2 separate regions of the Ovis aries genome follow, and region 2 is linked to region 1. The links are chromatin contacts, called in public Hi-C maps. All regions are on one chromosome and are shown on one strand. The core of a region is the stretch at or near the end of the contact, and the rest is flanking DNA. Distances in the headings are between cores, read along the strand shown. Region 1 overlaps N4BP1 (NEDD4 binding protein 1). Region 2 holds the start of N4BP1 (NEDD4 binding protein 1).

Region 1 (7,106 bases), core at 2,726-5,225:
ATGTCCGTCGAGTCAGTGATGCCTTCCAGCCATGTCATCCTCTGTCATCCCCTTCTCCTGCCCCCAGTCCCTCCCAGCATCAGGGTCTTTTCCAATGAGTCAACTCTTTGCATGAGGTGGCCAGAGTATTGGAGTTTCAACTTCAACATCAGTCCCTCCAGTGAACACCCAGGACTGATCTCCTTTAGGATGGACTGGTTGGACCTCCTTGCAGTCCAAGGGACTCTCAAGAGTCTTCTCCAACACCACAGTTCAAAAGCATCAATTTTTCGGCGCTCAGCTTTCTTCACAGTCCAACTCTCACATCCATTCACGACCACTGGAAAAACCATAGCCTTGGCTAGACTGACCTTTGTTGGCAAAGTAATGTCTCTGCTTTTTAATATGCTATCTAGGTTGGTCATAAGTTTCCTTCCAAGGAGTAGTTCAGTTCAGTTGCTCAGTCGTGTCCGACTCTTTGCGACTGTTGACCCTTACTTTCCCTATTTTCTGAGATCTCCCTCACTCCTAAACAGTCTTCATTCCTTTTCCTTCTTATACCTAAAGGCCAGTTCAGCAGAAAGACCAGCTCAACAGGTGGTCTCCAAACTTCAGACCAGCTGTGGGACGCATGATAGGGAGGGCAGTTCTTAATAAAAATGCTGATGACTGGGCACTACCCCCAGAGAGGTTTATTCAATAGCTCTGGCGTAAAGCGTGGAAATCTGCCATTTCAGCAAATTCCCTGGATGGTTCCCACACAGGTGGTCCATGGCCCACATTTTGAGAATCGCTCACCCTTAGAGATCAGCACACTTCCTTGACTCGAACATCATCCCCTCTTTGCTGAAGTGACTCCCAGCTCCAGCCCTGCCCCTTATGAGTGCATATTTAGCTCTACTTAGAAGCCCTGAGACATCCCCAGACCCACTGCCCCCAGGCCCTCTGCCTGCGCCTGTTCTCTTGTCTTTTCCCACCCACCCTGCCACAAGGTCCCCTCATCCACCATTTTCCGTTTTTTGGCCATTGCCCCCTGCCCCGCATCTTGTGCTCATGGCCTCCCTGTGGGAATCAGGCTCTGACCTGTCAGCCCGCCTCACAGCTCTCCCCCTCTACCCCCCTGAGACTGCGCAGCTGCTAGGTTTATCTTCTGAAGATACGCTTCTGCACACCCCTCTTCTTGGTCAGTGACCAGTGGCTCTCTTGACCAGAGTATCAAGTTTAGACCCTCCTGAGCTTAGTATCCTTGGCAGTCTACCTCCCAGTCATGCATAATGGCCCACTCACTGCAGCTGCACAATTTCCTCCGTCACCTGTGGGCTCCTACTCCGAGTGAATCTCTCCTCTGCTAAAATACCCTTTCTCCCAGATGGCTTCCCCCTCAAAGGCCCAGCCCTGTGCCCTCTCTGCCCTTGCCTAAAGCTGCTGGCCAGAAGCAGCCTCCTGATGTTCCGTGACCCCGCAGCACTGTGTCTTGCTCCCGGCACTGGCCTCTCTGGTTGGTGTCACTGCGGCTGATCGTGTACTCTGTCTTACCTCTCTTTCTAGACTGTGAGCTCCTCGTGGGCAGGGCTTTCTGTGTTCACTCTCTGTATTTCCCTCAGCACCTAGCACAGTGCCTTGCACTTAATAGGTGCTCAATAAAGTCTGCTCAATTGACCTGGAGGATGGTGCCTTTTTGACAGCGGCATCTAGCAGCCAGCAAGGCCTCCAAGTATCAGATTCTCGGCAGTTGCTCCCTGGAACCCACTACTCTCCATTTTTCCTTCTTGTCAAGTCTCTACCACCACCAGGTCCAGGAATGGGCACCTGCCCCCAGCTGAGCCAAGCAGTGTGCTCTGACCTGCTGCCCACAAGGTGGCCCATCTAGGCCAAAGTATGCTTTGTGATTGCCCCCTCTGGTAGTGGGAGCTAAGACGTGTCATGCGCAGATCTCATGGAGGCCGTTTTCTGCCCTGGGTGGGAGGCGGGGTGGAGAGAAGCAGAAGCGTGACAGTGTGATTCCTGTTGTCATGGAAACCTGATGGCACTCAGATTCTTCCCCAGATGCCTGTTACCCTGACACGCTTCACTTTTCCTTTATGTTGGGTTTACATCCCTTGAAATCAAAGACTCTTTAAGTGAAATACATATTGCTGTCCATACACGTGGCAGATTAAATAAGGGAGGCTCATCACATCTTTAGGGAGATCCCAAAGACCAGCGCTCCCCAGGTGGCTCGGTGGTAAAGAATCTGCTTACCAAGCAAGAGACCCGGGTTTAATCTTGTGTTGGGAAGATCCCCTGGAGGAGGAAATGGCCACCTACTCCAATATTCTTGCCTGGAAAATTCCGTGGACATAGGAACCTGGTGGGCAACCGTCCATGGGGGTCACAAAGAGACACAGCTGAGCGACTGACAACACACACAGCAAGACCATGTGTCAGTGCTGCAGGAGAGCCCCCCAGTCAGCTCTCACGGAGCCTCAGGAGACTCCACCCCAAGACCATGCGTCAGAGCTGCAGGAGAGCCCCCCAGTCAGCTCTCAAGGAGCCTCAGGAGACTCCACCCCAAGACCATGCGTCAGAGCTGCAGGAGAGCCCCCTAGTCAGCTCTCAAGGAGCCTCAGGAGACTCCACCCCAAGACCATGCGTCAGAGCTGCAGGAGAGCCCCCTAGTCAGCTCTCAAGGAGCCTCACCCTCACACAGGCTGGTTCCTCCTGGCATCTTCATCCTCTTGCGGTTGTGTCTCACAGACACCTTCATGTGGATTTTCTTGCTCTGTCCCTTAGCTGGACAGAGGCCAGGCCGGCTGCTTGGGAGTTAGACTTTCCACGTTCTGCCATGTCACTGGTTAGACAGCCGTGATGGGGCCAGCCCTCCTCGTCTGGGGCTGCCACGAGGAAGAAACGGGCCTAGAGCAGCGCCTGGCAGAACCCCCTCAGTGATGGTCATGACCGGCTCTGCCCTGCAGCCCAGCGGACACTTAACAAGACTGTTCACACCCTGTAGGCCATCTCAGAGGCGGAGACCTTGTCTTCCGGATGCTGAATGTTCTCTGTTCCTGCCAACTCATCCTGAGTGTGGTCTAGACCCTCCTCAGGGCCGCAGCGGTCCTGCTGTCTGCTGGGCAGGACGTCAGTCCTCTGACAGGGTCAGTGCCCTTGAGTGCCTGGCGGGCTCATGGCAGGGCGGGACCCAGGGGGGATGCTGGCAAAGCCACTGCTTGGCCACAGAGTGAGGGAGCGCTGATCCCCTGGCTGACACAGCCCTCCAGGCTGCGTCTTGACTCACCCACCCCTCCCACCGCTCCCTCGTGTGTGTGTGTGTGCGTGCGTGCGTGCGTGCGTGTGTGTGTGTGTGTCCAGGATGCAGGACTTGAATTCCTACAGGCCATTTCACCTCCCCACTCCGCCAAGGTGACTTGGCAGCCGGAATGGCACCCGAGATGGACTGCCTCCCTCCATCCAGTGACCAGAATGGAGGGCTTGTGACCTGGGTCAAGGTGGTCAGCCCGCTGGCCAGAGGGAGGCTATGGAAGGAAGCTGCCTCCCCTGTTCCTGAGGAGTGGGGCCCACGTCCAGCCTGGTTCCTGTGGGAGGTGCTGGGAGCACATTGTTGTTCCTTGTGTGTTTGTTTTAACTTGACCAGCACTGTAGAAGCGCCGTCCGGAGTACACTTCTGTGTGCGTCATGCCCTCCTTTCTGCTCCTTTACGGGGACACAGAGCAGTCAAACGGCCTTTGATGGCTTTTGAAACTGAAAGCAGCCTTTTTGCAGCTCGGGTTCCAGTCTCCTGTCATATGTGGTTCCAGGGCTGGTGACAGCCATCAGGGAAACGGAGCCTGGGCAGGCAGGGGTTTGCCCAGAAACTGGTCATCAGCGCCCAGAGTAAGCCCTGGAGCTGCAGCGCCTGCGCCTCGAGGCTTCTGGAATCAACCCCCTGTCACCTCCTCCCATAAGACTCCGCGCCGCAGACGGTGGCCTTTGGGGCTTTCCTTCCCACTCCCTCCACAGGTCCCCAGGGAGCCCAACTTGGCCTCACAGCCTGAAACCCAGTCTGGGGTCAAGCCTGGGCAGGCCCTGTCCTCTCCCCTCGCGGCTCTCAGAGAGAGGAGGAGGGGGCCTCCCCCGAAAAGAATGCGCTTGTCTGCCCGCCTGTCTGGCTCTGAGATCAGTCTAGGGTTTCAGCCACCAAAAAAGGCCGCAGGAAGGAGAGGGCCTCCTGCAGCTGGCCGGGAGAAGCTGTGGACACTGGCTCACAACCTCCCAGACCGAGGGTCCCTCGACAGCGACAGTAGGTCCCACCCCCGTCTTGCAGCCCCTTCCCACTGAGGTGTCAGGGCCCTGGCGCTTACTCCCACTTTAAAGCTAAGGAACTTGAGGCCCAGTGGTAAGTGGTGGGGGGAGGGCTGGAGGCCCAGCACCAAATCCTCTGTGCTCTACTTGCCAGCCCCTCTACCCAGTCCCCCAGCTGTCCTGAGCAGCCGCTGCATGCCTTGGACGGTGCTGGGGGAGGCGAGAAGGCCAGAAGGGCCCTTTCCAAAGCGCCCCATGCTCCCCGAGCCCTAGCAGTGAAGGTGTGTGGGCCCTGCTCTGGCCCTTCTTGCTGTGTAATCAGAGGAAGTTACCCTCTCAGATGAGGCCAGTCCCCTCATCTCTGAATGAAAGTGAGGGCGCCACCCTCACAATGGGTGGTTTTCAATCCTGATGTGCGTCAGAGCCACCTGGAGGAAGGGCTGTAAATGCACTGGCGTCCAGGCCTCACCCCGGACTGGGGAGATCAGTGAACGGAAGCCCAGGGATCCCAGCGAGCCCCCGGCTGAGAACCAACGTCCGGTGAAGAGTTGGTCCCACTGGGATGAAATCCCAAGACAAGGCCCTGGCCCCTGACAGTCCTTCCCACATGCGGCTCCAGTAAGGGCTTGTCCTCAGTGTCTCATCCAACTTCCGGTATTTTACAAATCCTTGGCCCCACAGAGGCAAGACTCAGAGCAGGAGGAGAGCAGAGGGAGCAGGGGCATGGGGCCCTCTCTCCTGTGACCAGTGGCTGCAGCTGGCTTGGCCATTTCTCCCACCACCAGCCCAGCTGTGTGTCCTCGATTCCCGGCTCTACTTACACCTAGGGACGGTTTTGAACAAAGACAGAGTGGAGCTCCTGGTGACCTCCTGGGACATCGGCCTCTTTTCTACCAAGCAAGGGCCTTCCTGCCAGCCATTACCCACCCTGCAGACCCCTGTCACTGCTCCACACGTGCTGGCAGGGCCTGGGAGCCCAGCGAGGTCAGTGCGTGCCTTGAAGACCGGAGGAGTCTGCCGCATGAAGACCTCCTAGTTCAACAGGCAGAGGCCGGCGGGCTTGGGCTCCAGCACCCCCCAGCCGCTAGGTGAGGCAAGCCCTTGTCCAGATCTCACGTGCTGCCCCGCTGGGAGAGGCGGTGTCTTCCTTCAGAGTGTTTCTAGTCGTCTGACACTTCCAGCTTCCTTGGCCCAGGGCCTGAACATGAGCACTGAGCATCAGCCTGAGCATCACCAGCAGATGGATGTTGTGCTGTGTGGGGACAGTGGAAGGTGACCGGCTGATGGTACAAGCCAGCTGGTGGGAAGAGGCCCTCATCTGCCACAGTGCAGGTGGCATCAGAGGGCTTCCTGCCTCAGAAGTCTCAGCATCCAGCTCGAAGCCATCTGCTGCTGCCACCTGAGAATTACTGTCAGAATTACTGTCCCGGCTTCACCCACCTTTGGGGCCTCCATATCCGCCATCACTGTCAAGGTGACTCCCAGGAAAGTCTGAGGCCAGGGGTTGAGAGCCCTCCCAACAGGAAGTGACTTGACGACATGAACCTCGACCCTCTCCCTTCCCCACGGCCCCATCCAGACTGAACCTAGACCCCATTCGTCTGGTCTTTCAAGGTGTCCTTCACAGTCCCACCCACAGCTATTCACCATCTTCCTGCTTGGGTGGGTCTCTACAGCTGCCCAGTGGGGCAGGCAAGAATGATTCCCCTATCCTACAGATGTGAAAACGGAGGCAGGGCTGTTCTGAGACGAGACCTAAAGGGCCAAGACTTGAACCCTGAGTAACTGTCCAGTGAATGACTCCAGAAGCCACAGTGAGGTGTCCATACATCCACTCACTGATGTCAGTCTCTAGTCCCTTCTGAGTACTTTTCTGCTGGGAGGGGCAATGATAGGAGGAGACCAGAGACAGGTGTGAGTGTGGTGGATGGGGGTCAGCCTGGTGGAGGGGGTGGGCCTGTGGATGGAGAGCACTCAGGGCAGAGGATCAGCAGCTGGAGAGGAAGGCCATAGGGGAGGCTGGAGACGTCAGGGAAGAGGGCTGGGTTCATCCTAAGGGATGTGTTCTGCCTTCTTCTTTCTCTGAATTGGGGGCCAGCTGGGGTACATGGTCCTCTCTTTAGAAAAAACTTTCCCAAGCCTGTTCCTGCACCTTGTAGACAGCCCTTGCTCCAGCCCTTCCTGGCTCTTGGAACAGAAAGTTGGCCTAAGTTTCTGGCTAACCCAGCTCTGTTCCTGCGGTGGGTAGAGGAGGTGACGGGATGGGCTCCACCCAAGGAATCCCCGCTGGGCTCCCAGGAGACACCCTGGGAGCCCCACCTGTTAGCAGGATGTGGTGGCCTTTCACCAGATGGTCACACTTAGATCTTCCCCCAAGACGGCTGGGCAGCAACACCTCGGGCCCTCCATTTGTCGCTTCCCTGAAGAGCTGGGATCAAGGTGTGTTCTGTCCAGTCACCTGTGACCACAGAGTTGCAAGGCCTTCCCTGGTATAGGAAAGGCGCTTTGGCTCCTCTCTGGGAAAAGGGCAAGTTGGCTTTTCTAGGAGCGAAGATTCGTTCCTAATCACAGCAGTGTATAACCTCCCTAACTCCTGCGTGCCTCAGCTTTGGTCATCTCCATTTCACAAGGTAATGCCTGTTGTCTGCCTCATATTACTCAAACAGACTTAATTCCTGTGTCCTTTTTTTTAAACTTCTTTGTTTTAGCCAAATTCATTTGTTTATTAAGTTATTGGGTTTTTATTATGTGCCAAGCAGCATATTTTGCTAAATTCAGTATAATTCATGAGAGAAAATGCTCAAGAAAGAGATCACTCTAATTCATAAAGCAGTTTCATTGCAAAATTT
Region 2 (7,106 bases), core at 1,378-3,877, 59 kb before region 1:
ATAACAACACTCAGTACAGAGTCAGACTGCCTAGATTCAAATGCCTATTCCTACCACTTCACTTACCAGCTCTGTGGAACATTCCAGAATCTATGTTTCTCTTTCCTCATCTTTAAAGTAAGCATGATAAAAATAGCAACCACTGCTGGAGTTTTTGGAAACCAATAAACACTCTTTCTGCCCCTCCTGTGTTCAGAACTGAGAAATAAAAGCAGGTGTCAGACAGGTAGAGATCAAAGTGTCATTTTTATTACTGACAAAGCTGGACTGGAGGATGTGGCTGAGGTGACAATACTTCACCCAGTCACTGACATAGCGAGCAACCACAGACAGCAGACACACCCTCTCTGGGAGCGGAGATCCTTCTCGGAAAGTTGGCAATTGGTGGGGTCTGACAAGTTCTGCTCCTGCCCTGGTGGAGCGTGGGCAAGTGGCACTGCACCTGTTCTTCCACAGTCAACCCTGCTGGAGACAAGGGGAATACACTTTCTCCCCTCCCATGAAAACGTGGCGAGGGGAAAAGTGATTCCCTCAACACCCTCTCATTGGTTGCTATGGAGACTAGAGAAAAACTGCTACAGCATCTGTAAGTAGAATAGAGACCATGAAGGTCTCTTCCCTGGTGCCAGCTGTCGTGGGTGAGAGAAACCAGCCAGATAGTCAAGGCTGACCAACAGATGGAAGTTGTGGTTCAGAAACTGCAGGAAGCAAGGGAGTTTCTTAAAAGGGGATTTCTCTCTCTCCTTGTTCCCTATACTCAGGAAACCTTGAGAGTTCCCTAAAGGGAAATGCTGACCAGGATGGGAACTGGCAAGTCTTCTGACCAGGGGAAAAAAAACCAAAGCTGTATCTCTGGCGATACACGAACCCAATGACTTCTGAACAGAGTCCAAATGCCCAGCTTTCTTTCATGGTTGTGTGTATGCACTACTTAAGTAGCTTCAGGATGAGCTTTGGTGGGGAAAGGGGAAGAAGCTGTAGTATGCTTTTCAAAGCAGTGTCTCTCTCAGTCCGAACAGGCAATTAGGACTCACCAGCAGGAAAGTCGTTGGGAGCAAACAGGAACCACCCGGGGAAAGCCCTGCCGGATTACTGAACAATAGCAACTCCATTTAAGGCGAGGGCACTGGGAAGACAGGAAGTAACATGCTGTGCTGACGCCAGCTCCGAGTGCAGTCTATTTGGGAGGCCACTGCTCTCCACCTGACCTGCCTCAGCCAATCTCAGGTCATCCACCTGATGGATGAAGGTGGCGGGCTATGTGGACACCTAGGGAAAAGCCCAGGGGAGCAGGAAGTTGTGCGTCTGTTAAGCCTAGTGGTTCTCTTCCCTGTGCTGAGTCATCCTTCGGTGGGGGTACCAGGGGACCACACCTGTCTGAACTTCTGAGGCATATGGAAAACCCCAGCAGCCAGGATTCTTGAGAGGTTTTACCTTGGGTAATCCCTCTCACCAAGACCTTTTCCCCTTTGGCCTTTCCAACGGCAACATTTTTAGATCCCCTTCTTTCTCCTCAAGGGGTAATCCGTACAGAGCAAGGGGGTCCCCAGGCTCACTAATTCAGTATGGCTGCATAATCCACACAAAGCTTTTCTGTGAAAATAGAGCCCTAAATATATTGCGAATTTAACAATAATAATAGCTAATAATGCATGCTCACTTAGGTACTATATTGATTTTCATAACAGCAGGAAGTACTGTTGCTATCCACATTGACAGATGAGAAAATGTGGGCTTAGACAAGTAATATGCTCATGGTCCCGAAGTCTCTTATTATATGACAACATTTAGGACAAAGAAAGGAAACCACTTTATCTTCCACAATCTGTTTTCATGGAGTCAGAGAACATAAAATCTGGAAAAGACTTTGGAGATATCTGGGAGCAACCCAGGTATCTAAACCCCAAGAGGGTTTAGAGTGTACTTGCCCAAGTCCCACATTAAAAAATCACACAAGAGCCCCCAGTCCCCAGGTTTTTACATCTCCTTATAACACAACCTCCTCCTCCCCTCCCAAAAGAAAACATGTTTTGACTTTTCTTTAATCATTCCCTTCTCAATTCTCCATACACATTATTCCCACTTTCTTCTGTTACCATTTTTACTGAAATAACAGAAAGAGGGAAAACAAAGGAAGCGGGGAGGAGGGGGTAGGAGAGGAGGAGAGAGGAGAGTGAGAGGAGGAGGGAGGAAGAGAGAACCATCCATCAACGCATGAGAAGCTGGATAACTCAATTTGCTAGAGCCCTAGGTTGGGCTTCAAAATGTCTGAAAGCAAGCCAAATCCCTAGCGTGACACTGGGTCAGTCTCGCGTACTGGCTGGGGGCTTCAATTTCCCCATCTGTGAAACCATTAATTCGCCAGCCACCAGGCCACTCAAAAGCCTCAGTGCCCTCACCGAAGACCACCCGGAGCCCTCTCGAGCGCCACCGTCGTGCCAACAACAAACATGGCGACTGAGCGTGACGTCCACTTCTACCGCCTCCGCCCCCACGCCCACCCTCACGCCCGGGGGGTGGCGACTCTCAATGACGGCGGCGGGCGGGGCGCATGCGCGGCGGCGGGGCCCGGCCCGCGGCGGCGGCGGCGGCGGCGGCGGCGGCGGTGAAGGGGCTATCTGCCCTCAGTTGCCCAGTTGCGGCGGCCGCGGCGGGATGGTGTAGCTGGCCTTCTGGCCAGGCGGCGGGGCGCGGGCCGGGCCGAGGCGGCCGAAACGGCCGACGCCGCCTGACGGGCTCGGGTGCAGCGGCAGCACGCTGAGGGGGCGTCGCCGCCGCCGGCCCCCGGCGCCGCCGCGGGAGGCCGCGCCCGCCATGGCGGCCCGGGCCGTGCTGGACGAGTTCACGGCGCCGGCCGAGAAGGCGGCGCTGCTGGAGAGGAGCCGCGGCCGCATCGAGGGCCTGTTCGGCGTGAGCCTGGCCGTGCTCGGCGCGCTCGGAGCTGAGGAACCGCTGCCCGCGCGCATCTGGCTGCAGCTCCGCGGGGCGCAGGAGGCGGTGCACAGCGCCAAGGTGAGTCCGGCCGCCGCCCCCCGCGAGATGGCCTTCCCCGGCCCGGCCCCCTGCCGCGCGCGCGGCCTTGGGTTAATCGGGGGTCCCTGGGCGGCCCACCCCCTTCTTCCCCGCGCCACCGCAGCCAGGCGCGGTGCTGAGAGCGCCGTTCCGAGCCTCGGCGCTCGAACCATGTGACCTTGGCTAGCGGTTTCATCTCTGGCGCCTCAGTTTCCCCGTGTGTAAAGTGGCGTTGACGAAGGCACCTGACTCGGAGGGCTGCGGCGAGGCTTCGCCTAGGTGATGTGCTGAGGCTGGCCTGGAGTGAAGGCGTCGAGAGTGTTGCTTGTTGTTCAGGCTGGTGCGTAGGGCCTTGCTGGCTGGGCGCGCGACCTCCGGCCCACCACCTCAGCCACTCTTCTCTTCCCAGGCCTCCGCTACAGGGATTCTGGCCCTTCGGGGGATGTCAGTCCCTCTGAGAATCTGACAAAACCATCGTAGTAGTGTAGTACTCAGAGAACATCAACAAGAGAAGGGAATGTTTAATAGTGGTGCTAAAAATAGCATGATTCCTCGTATTGGTTTTGTGTGCCGCTAACATTTATCGAATGGTTATAGCACATCAGACGTTATGTGCAATACTTCAGAAGGATTATCAGTTGCAGCCCTTAAAAAAAAAAAAAATCCAGTGAGGTAGATTTTATTATCTTCCTGTCTGTAACAGCTGGGGAAACTGAAACTTTCGGAGAGGTGACTCACCTTCTCTCTAGATCAGCATTTCAGACTTACACCTACTTCAGACATCTACTCCCTTCCCTCCGCAAGCCAAAATACTGCAAGAGTACATCCTCCCCTCACCCTCACCCCACCCCCACCAGCCAAGTTTCTCCAGCTTTTCCCATCAAGTAAGTGGGAGAGTCACAACTCAGACAGAGGCAGTTTGTTTCCAGAGACCTTGTTCTTGATACCATCTTCGAAATGATGAGCACTGAGGGTGGGGGGATCCTTTGTTCGTGTTCTCCTTCAGAAATTTCACAATGCCCTTGAAGAATCTGATTAGCTGTAACTCTTGACTTTTCTTAGCTTAAAGAAAAAAAAAAAAAACTGGTTGCTTGCTTTTAATGTGTTTAGAAAAGATAGGACATTTAACTGTATGATTCTTGTCCAAGCTTAAAGCAGTGCAGATGTTGAATCAAGTTTACTTTGCTGTTCTTGATTTTTTTTTTTTAATTACCTTCCTGATTTCAGACAGCTGGTCTTAACTTCTTCCCAGTCTTCCTGGTTTTCTCCTCCAGCTACTCAGTTTTCTTCCCACTCAGCAGGGCTGAAAAGTTTGACATGACTAAGTCCTATATTGGCTTCTGAAGTCTCTTCCATGCACTCATTCCGTTCTTTTCCATTACTTTTGCAGCAATTAAGACCTTCTTTCTTGGTATGTGCCCTTTCTATTTCATTGCCTTCCGTCTCTCCCCACTACAACTTGCATGAGACTAATCCTCCCACAAGAAGTCTCCTATTGCCCAGCTCATTTCACTCTAAACTTTTCTGATTTACAAAACACTTATTAATCCAAGCCTACTTTATTTTTGCAGTTTTCTGCCTTAGCATCTCTCAGCTTAAAACTCAGCTGTAGTTTGACTGCTACACTGCTTTTATTGTGTACTCTGCCTGCTCCAAGTTCAGCTTCACTCATGGCTCACTGCAAAGCGTGGAAAGTGCTGCTTTTGCTCTGCAGAAAAACCCTGCCAGACCCTCCCAGCTCCAGTCCTCTTGCCTGTCCCTGCTGTGCAACTCAGCATAAGCTAATTGGAAAAGGTGTGTCTTACCTTATCTTGGTAGTATGTGTCACCTGCCCGTTTATCTTTGTTATATGTGTTGTGCATAGTCCAGCCTTCCTACTTGTAAGAAATCTGTTTTTTTCCCCCATTGAGAGTTACTGGTAAGAGTTCAATGCTATCGTCAAAGGCTTTGTTCTCGTTAATTCATTTTGGAGTTTGCTTTACCTTCTTTTGAGAAGAGAAAATTTGATTTTTAAAAAATTTACTTGATTTCTAAAAACTAAGAACAGAGGGACTTCCCTGGTGTTTCAGTGGTTAGCACTCCGTGTGTCCACTGCAGGCAGGGGGCATGGGTTCATTCCTTGCCAGGGAGCTAAGATCCTGTATGTTAGGCAGTGCAGCCAAAAAATATTCAAGAATAGGAGAACAAACTTCAACATCTACAATATTTTAAGTTAAGCTGTGGAAGAAAAGATTTAGGGGAAGGAAGTTTCAGGGGAAGGACTTTTTGAAGCTTTTTTAGCTTAGTTGTGGCTGACTCTGTGCAACCGTATGGACTGTAGTCCGCCAGGCTCCTCTGTCCATGGGATTCTCCAGGCAAGAATACTGGAGTGGGTTGCCATTTCCTTCTCCAGGGGCTTTTCCCGACGCAGGGATTAGAACCCATGTCTCCTGCATCTCCTTGCATTTGCAGGCGGATTTTTTTTTTTCACCACTGAGCCACCAGGGAAGTAGAGTCTCTGATTAATTGCAACTTTCTGGGTCTCATCAGATGGTTCCTGTTGTTTTCCTGCTTTAAAAATGTTAATTCACTACTCTTCAGCAAATGCTCAGGTAGAGGAGAATGTGGAGGTGTAGTTAGGGCTCCATGGAGAGGTGAGGTGTGGCCTCTGATAGAAAGTGATAATGTTCTGGGAAGGTGTTTTTTTTTTTTTTTTTAATAAAGGCACATGCTCTAGGAGTGACCACTTTTGTCAAAGGGGAATTTGTTGGAGGAAGTTAACACTTGGGCTGGTCTTTGAAGAACCAGGACATTCCCAGGTAGAAATGGTTGCATGCAAGGACCTAGAAGCCAGAAAAACATGGAGTGTTTGGGTAGGAAGTGTCAAGGTGCCCTGTGAGAGGTGAAGCCTCCAGGGACCCAAATGCAGGCCAGTTGGGCCTTATCAGTAGGGAGTCAGTGAGGATTTAGGGAAAGGATTTGCTTGAAATTCTGTATTTGAAGACTCAGACAGTAAAGCCTCTGTTTACAACGCGGGAGACCCGGGTTCGAGCCCTGGGTTGGGAAGATCCCCTGGAGAAGGAAATGGCAATCCACTCCAGTACTGTTCCCTAGAAAATCCCATGGACAGAGGAACCTGGCAGGCTGCAGTCTGTGGGGTCCCAAAGAGTTGGAAAGGACTGAGTGACTTCAGTTCACAAGACTCAACTGTAGAGGGAACATTGTTCCAATTTAGAACTAGACATGAATAAGGTGAGGTTTTCACTAGGACTGGCAACTAAGTGTATGTAGGGACTGAGGGAGAGCCAGTGCAGAAAGGATGGTTGGTGGATACATTGTTTGACCTGTAGGTTGGTGGGATCAGCTTTCCCATACTTAAAAAACTTCTGTGCCAAGGAGTATGTTAGGTTGCCTCTTGACCTCAAGGAACCCACAGCTTAATATGAGAGACAAAGTTGGAAACATTATTAAAGAGTTGATGTGCAATGTGTTACATTAATAGGGGAAAGGAAGGGTTGCTCTGCCCAAGGGGGTGTAAGGCCATCAGATTTACATTTCTAAGCATTGCCTGCATCCTCAGTGTTTATACCGCTTGTCTTATGCTGCTGTAGTACTACTTGCTGGTTAGTGATGATATAATTACAGAAATTGGGGATAAGTGTTTGCAACTTTTATAGCAATGTGACATTACTACAGGGGCTAGAGAAGCAGTGTCTGAAAGTGAGAGGGAAACCAGAAGGGGCATTGTGCATAAAGGACCAGTGGGTGGGGACTGAAGTCCAAGGTGGCAGACATCATGGAAACAAAGGAGACTGACTTTCAGAGAGGAAGTGGAGGCACTGATATGAGCTGCCCAATTTACAAAGAAATCAAAGATGCAAAGCAAGGGTGGGATCTTTGGAGTCTGGCATTGGTGGGGAGAGATGAGGCTGAAGAGATCTCAGCTCCCGAGAGTGCAGAGGGTTAGATCCTTACTTTAGATCAAAGAGCCCCTGGGACCAGGTGAGGAGACTGCATGGGGAAGTGGCTGGTTGGTAGGAAGGAGCTGGTGACCAGGGTGCTCCTGCACAGTGTGGGTGTCTGATCTTCTCACCCAAAGGAACCCAGACATCTTC

What was found. Hi-C and Micro-C count contacts between places; a contact is called where the count stands out from the background.
Region 2: a contact with region 1 is called in a Hi-C map of muscle, with 4 times the contacts expected there. The contact joins the promoter of N4BP1 here to the enhancer-like site in region 1. A contact is called at or near these places in 7 of 16 Hi-C or Micro-C datasets (blood, hypothalamus, muscle and 3 more).

Annotation. Positions count from the first base shown.
Region 1 is chr14:16,506,005-16,513,110 of ARS-UI_Ramb_v3.0, reverse strand. N4BP1 (NEDD4 binding protein 1) reads left to right here. Exons shown (of 6, transcript XM_042231581.1): 6 at 1-1,644. Among named protein-coding and RNA genes, the nearest start is that of TRNAW-CCA, 12 kb to the left of the region's middle. Within about 2 kb of position 3,975, at least 12 of the 54 cell types and tissues checked have an H3K27ac peak or open chromatin away from gene starts, as enhancers often do. A contact at or near this core is called in muscle, where this site is marked.
Region 2 is chr14:16,564,016-16,571,121 of ARS-UI_Ramb_v3.0, reverse strand. It overlaps N4BP1 (NEDD4 binding protein 1), which reads left to right and starts at 2,627. Exons shown (of 6, transcript XM_042231581.1): 1 at 2,627-3,012. The coding sequence starts at 2,815.